Linked DNA regions of Sus scrofa: region 2 is linked to region 1. The links are chromatin contacts, called in public promoter capture Hi-C maps. All regions are on one chromosome and are shown on one strand. Each heading gives the region's core, a stretch centred on a gene start, on an enhancer-like site or on the middle of the called end of the contact. The rest is flanking DNA. Distances are from core to core; before and after follow the strand shown. Region 1 holds the start of SIAE (sialate O-acetylesterase). Region 2 holds the start of ESAM (endothelial cell-selective adhesion molecule).

Region 1 (2,700 bases), core at 174-2,673:
TTGATAAACCCTGAAGAACCATTTATGGGCTGCAGTTTGTCTGCATCTGGGCACTGTGTGGGTTCTTAGGCAGAGCTGCAGTCATTTTTCTTGACTCTGTTCTCCCACCTCAACTTTTTTTTTTTTTTTTTTTTTTTTTTTTGGTCTTTTTGCCATTTCTTGGGCCGCTCCCGTGGCATATGTAGATTCCAGGTTAGGGGTCCAATCGGAGCTGTAGCCACCGGCCTACGCCAGAGCCACAGCAACGCTGGATCCGAGCCACGTCTGCAACCTACACCACAGCTCACGGCAACGCTGGATCCTTAACCCACTGAGCAAGGGCAGGGATCAAACCCGCAACCTCACGGTTCCTAGTCGGATTCGTTAACCACTGAGCCACGACGGGAACTCCTCAACTTTCCTTTCTTAACAGGGACCTTTGGGGTCCACTATTTGAGTGGTCGGATAAAGAAGGGGGAAAAAAAAAAAAAATCCAGCATTATCCCTTTACTTGCATTTCTGGACAAGGTCCCTCTTCTGGTTTCTCCATGGCTGTGACCCAGCGTCCAGCCCGGGGTATTCAAACGAAACAATATATGACCTGAACAATAGTCAAAGTGAGTCACCCTCCTCCTCAATGCCACGCATATTATCCCACCACCAATATCTGCGAGCTGCAGCAGGAATCAAAGCTGAGTCTTAAATATTCTGAGCTAGTGAGGGGGTTGTATTTCTTAGCCCTAATCACCACTTAAAACTAGTAAAATTTAATTCCCCCAAGGAACCCAGCCTGAAGGAAACCCTCCCCAAGGGTGCCACTGAGGGGGCAGCACTGAAATGTTTGGGATGACTGAGTCATCAGTTTCCAAATATTATCTAACTAGCTTCGCCCCCTCCCCTTCGAGTTCCCCTGCAATTATTCAGAGACACTAAGGGCCTCGGTCTGAGCACATTTGGGCTTTCCCTCGCTTAGATAAACCCAACTCTCCCACTCCCTGCATCATAAAGGCAGTGGAAGGGAGTGGAGAAAGAGGACGGGCCGGGGCAGCCTAGGCCTTGCAAGGAGAACCAGGCTTCGGCCCGGGGTTCCGTCCCAGACCTACAGAAGGGGACTCGGGGGCCGTCCTACGGAGTAACTCAGAGTCCGCATAGGCGGACGGGCGGACAGGGGTCGGCCCGAGCCGAGCCCGGCCGCCTCACCTGCACTTGCGTCGGCCGGCAAGAGTAACGACAGCACCAACCCAAACACAAACCCCAGAGCGACCATGTTTGCGAGGAGGGCGCACCCCTGCGCCGCCGGGGCGGTGCGGACGCCAGCAGAGGTGGAGCCTTGTGGGCGGGGCCTGCGCAGGGCCGATAAGGTCAGACTCCGCCCTTCTCAGGTCATTAATTCCGCGAAGCCGTCCGCGGCCGCCGGGCTGGCCCTTGCTCTCCTCGGCCGCCGTAGTTGAATGGTTTGAGGGGGAACGGTTTCCCGGCAACGAGAAAAAACAACCGGAACTTTCAGCTCCAGCTCAGAGCGATTGAAGAGGTGAGGCGGTTTACCCCATTTCCTCTCCGAAATCGAGACGTCGCTTTCCCCTTCGCCTCTCTTATTCTCTCAGGGTCCCCGCCGCATTCTGGGAAACTTAGGGAAAACTGGCCCCCAAGCAGCCCATTCTGCTAGTGTGAAATCCCAGATCCTCGACGTCGCGCCTCAGACTAGACCTGTGTTCCCCCTGCGACCCCTCTCCTCGCCCCACCTTGGTTGAGGGTCTCTACCTTTTCACCTTAGAATGATTTAATACCCCATCTCCTGTTCCCTCAAAAAGAGAAAGGGAAAAAATCTTTACAGATTGGGCCTCACTAAACCACGTAGTCCCAACCTAGACCCCGACCCTACCTTACTCGGCAGCGTTGACACAAACAAGCCAGGTCTCTGAGTGTTATTTGAACACTGAGTAGCCCAACATGCTGCCTAGCAGCTATTCTTACCTAGCTCTGGTATTCCAAGATAGGAAAAGAAACCTGTTCAAGATGAATCCAGAAAATATAAGACTCCCCAAACATTGAAGACTGGAATTGCAAAATCATGACCTTGCCCCCAGCACCCCCGCCCCGTTGCCCCTTCCAGAGTATACAGATGCTTCGACGAGGCATTGCAGGTCATGCAGCAGAAGTGAAAGCTAAGGGAAAGACTGTGTGAAACTTATTCGACAAGTTAGTTTTAACAAGGACTAGTTTTTTTGTTTTTTAATTTTAGACCCTTAACAGGGCCTTTTCGGCAATTTAAGATGAATTTATAATAATCACTCTAAATCCCCGTGGGATAGCAGAAATTACTCTGTCTTCAAAAGACAGAGTGAGAAAAAATACTTATTATAGTGAAAAATCTGTGATTTTTGTAATTTTAAAAAATGATTTACCTATTAAATTAGACTGTTAACAGTCTAATAAGGGAAAATTTCAAAAATCTTTGGAAGCAATGGATAGACTTGGGTTGGGTTGGGGGTAAAAAGGATTGAAGTCCAGAAGTTTGGGGTCTCAGAAATAATTTGTCATAGTTGTGGTTATATAAGTAAAATAAGACAAATTTAAAAACAGTATCTTTAACGAATCTCTAGGTACAATAGACAGTTCCTTCCAAGGAGATGTCGATTCCATTCTCCAACACCCACTACCGAATTCCACAAGGATTTGGGAATCTACTTGAAGGGCTCACACGCGAGATTCTGAGGGAGC
Region 2 (2,912 bases), core at 32-2,531, 73 kb after region 1:
GTACTTCATCCCCTAATGCCCTTGCAGCAGACTGGGCTAAAGGGGACTCAGATGAGTTAGGTGATTCCCATCTCAGTCCCCATCACTGTGGTTGAATTTTTCTCTACATCTTTCCAAGCTTTACTTGCCCTGGTGGCTTCCAGCCTGAAAGTGGGAGTTATAGCTGCACCAGACAAACCCACCCTTCACCCCCATTCAGGAATCCTTGAAGAAGGATGGCAAGAAAGCCTGGGAGGCAGCATGTGAAACAGCTAAGTTTCCAAGGGGCCTTTTCTCCCCAGATGTTGCACTGGGCCACCTCCAGCTTCTGGGTGCTCCTGGGCACCTTCAATACTCCTCAAGCACTTGCTCCAAGGAGGCGCCCTTCCTCTGGGACTCCTTTGTCCTTTGGCTCTGGGAACTGATTAGGGGTGGTGGACCTCTGGGGGGGGATGGTGTCACAATTCTGCTCCTCCAGGCATTCGAACCCCTCCTCCATTTCCTGTGTCCCAAATGACCTCACGGTCATGCTTTTGGGGGCACCTCCCTTGATTCCCAGGGCAGGAAGCAGGAGGAGGGGGCAAGAGGGAGGATCTGGGCTGGGGAATTGACATGAAATGGTGTGTCAAGCCCAGAGACCAGGGAATTCCCTAGGGGCTCTTGCACATCAGCTTGAGCGGTGGGAAGTGGGGGGGACGGATGGGGGGGGGACTGGAGTTAAGTCCTTAAGCTCTTTAGCCAGTGTCTCATCTAGCAGCTCAGCTCATCCGGCTCTGCTGGGTGGAGGTGGGCAGTGGGGGTGAGGAATGGTTCTGAGTCCTAACCCTCTCCCTCACCGCACACACTGTGCCCAAAGTGGTGGCTGTTTGCCGACACAGCAAGGACAGAGTCAGCACTACTCAGTGATACCTTGTGTGGTGGAAAATAGCAGTGGGGGTAGGGAAAGCGTCTAAGACAGGAATCCCAGCCCACCCAGTTCCTCATCAGTGCCCAAAACCACCTCCCCCAGGGTCGGATTCACCCCATCTCCCACCTCAGGTCCTTTCCAGGTTCAGGGTTTCACTCACCAAGAGTAGTCAGCCCCAGGAACAAAAACTGCAGTAAGTTGGTCGCGGGGGACCCGGGCAGGGAAATCATGGCCTTCCCTGGCCCGGATGGAGTCAGGGGTACCGGCTCCGGGACACACCGACCGACAGGTGCTGAGGCTGCACGACAGCAGGATCGGACGCAGGAGCCGGGCCACTGACACCAAGTGCAGCTCTGGCCAGAGTCTGGGCGTGTGTGTGCCGGTGGCGGGGTGGGGACCAACAGGGACTCGGGGGCGGGGCATTCGAGGGGGCGGAGAGGTCGCGGTCCTCCTGGGCCCGGCGCGCCGGTGACCCGCCGCAGGGGGCGCTCCTCACGCTTCGACGGCCGGATCCCGCGGCCTCCAACAGGTCAGGACGCAGAGGGATGTCAGGTGAGTCGCGGCGCCCCGACAGCCAGCTGGAGGCGAGGGCCGAAGAGAAGGGTCCTGAACTATCGTACTGCACCGTGCCCTTCTGCCCGCGTGGGACAGAAAGGGGAGCCAAGAAGGAAGGGAGGTTTGCACATTATCCCACGTCCAGGGGCTACCCGGACCCAAACCCTAAACAGCCGGGGCTTGGGAGTTCCGCGTCCTCAGCCTAAGAGGAGAGGAGGGGGGCCGCGTTTTCCCGGGACCACTGGGGGTCTGCAAATGGGGGTCGGAACGGCAGGAAGAGGCCAACGTGCTGGCATCGCGGGCTAGGTTTTGCTGTCCGAAACTACCAGTTTCCCGGAGCCCAGGACAGGACGGACTGCGGGAGCGGCTGGGGAAAGGATGCCCATCCCTGCACGTGCCACATCCCTTCCTGAGCCCCGCCCACCCGAGGCTGCATCAGCTGTGGACGCTAGGACAGTGTTCACCAGTGGGCGGAGAAGGGGGCCTCTCTCAGGTTCTTAGAGGTGCTCTAAAACGCAGCCCGAAGGTCACCCGGGGCTTGCTGTTGCAAACCTGAGCAGGGAAATGACTGACGCAAGGATACCCCAGGAGCTGAGCAGGAAACTGAGGAAACAGGTGCCTAGTTCCCCGCTCAACTCTGAAAAGCCGCTGCGGGAAAGTAGACTGGACAAAGTACCATTTATTTATCCCATCTTCGCCGCCTCCCATCCCACCTCACGCCTGATCTGATCCTTTAATTCCCGGGGATAGATCTTGTTCGCTGTGAAATTTAATTTAACCGTCCCTCTCCTCGCCAGTCCGTCGAAGGCACCTCTGCGCCCTCTGGCGGCCACAGATCCCTAACAGAAAGGCACGCACCTGTTCTGCCTTCCCAGTCCAACAGCCAAAATAAAGATGCTTCGAACATCCGGGTATGGGTCAACCCACGGAGCAAAGGTCACCGAGGACAGAAAACATAATAACAAATCCCTGGCGCTACCTGCTCTGGGTGGCAGTTAACTGAGAAGAAAAGCAGCCGGGCCTCCTGGATTCCTTTTATGCCACGGAGTTCTGCTGTTTTAATACTGACTATGGTCCTTGAGCCTGCATTGCCCAAGGTCTTTTTCTACACAGCACCCCACAGAGCCTCTCAGCTGCTTCTTCTTCGTGTGACCTGGCTGGCTGCTCTTTAAATACCTGCCATGCAGTGGGTTTGCCTATGCAAACACTAGACTACTCATGCAGCGCCTGGAATCTAATACTCAGTGACAGCAACAGTAATAGCTAACTGCCAGTCTCATTCCTTCGTAGGGGGACCTACAAACTTGGAATTGTCAAGTAGATTTTGTGGTCTGAATATATGGGGGGAGTGTGCTGTTGGTTTGGCTTTTCTATTCTATCACACTCAAATTTATTTATTTTTACTTTAGTCTTCACTGCAAAGGACCTCTTGTGAACATTCCTCATTTCCAGATCAAGACCAGGTTACCCC

Evidence for each region. Promoter capture Hi-C pulls out the DNA fragments that hold promoters and counts their contacts.
Region 2: a promoter capture Hi-C map of liver shows a contact between it and region 1, with 3 times the contacts expected there. The contact joins the promoter of ESAM here to the promoter of SIAE in region 1. A contact is called at or near these places in 5 of 5 promoter capture datasets (fetal liver, fetal skeletal muscle, liver and 1 more), 26 of 47 Hi-C or Micro-C datasets (alveolar macrophages, blood, brain and 14 more) and 2 of 2 datasets of contacts at active chromatin or transcription factors (alveolar macrophages and skeletal muscle).

Annotation. Positions count from the first base shown.
Region 1 is chr9:51,917,551-51,920,250 of Sscrofa11.1, forward strand. It overlaps SIAE (sialate O-acetylesterase), which reads right to left and starts at 1,424. Exons shown (of 10, transcript XM_013979526.2): 1 at 1,180-1,424. The coding sequence starts at 1,246. It overlaps SPA17 (sperm surface protein Sp17), which reads left to right and starts at 1,366. Exons shown (of 5, transcript XM_003130022.3): 1 at 1,366-1,510; 2 at 2,583-2,700. The coding sequence starts at 2,610.
Region 2 is chr9:51,991,134-51,994,045 of Sscrofa11.1, forward strand. ESAM (endothelial cell-selective adhesion molecule) reads right to left here and starts at 1,282. Exons shown (of 7, transcript XM_005667461.3): 1 at 1,047-1,282. The coding sequence starts at 1,116.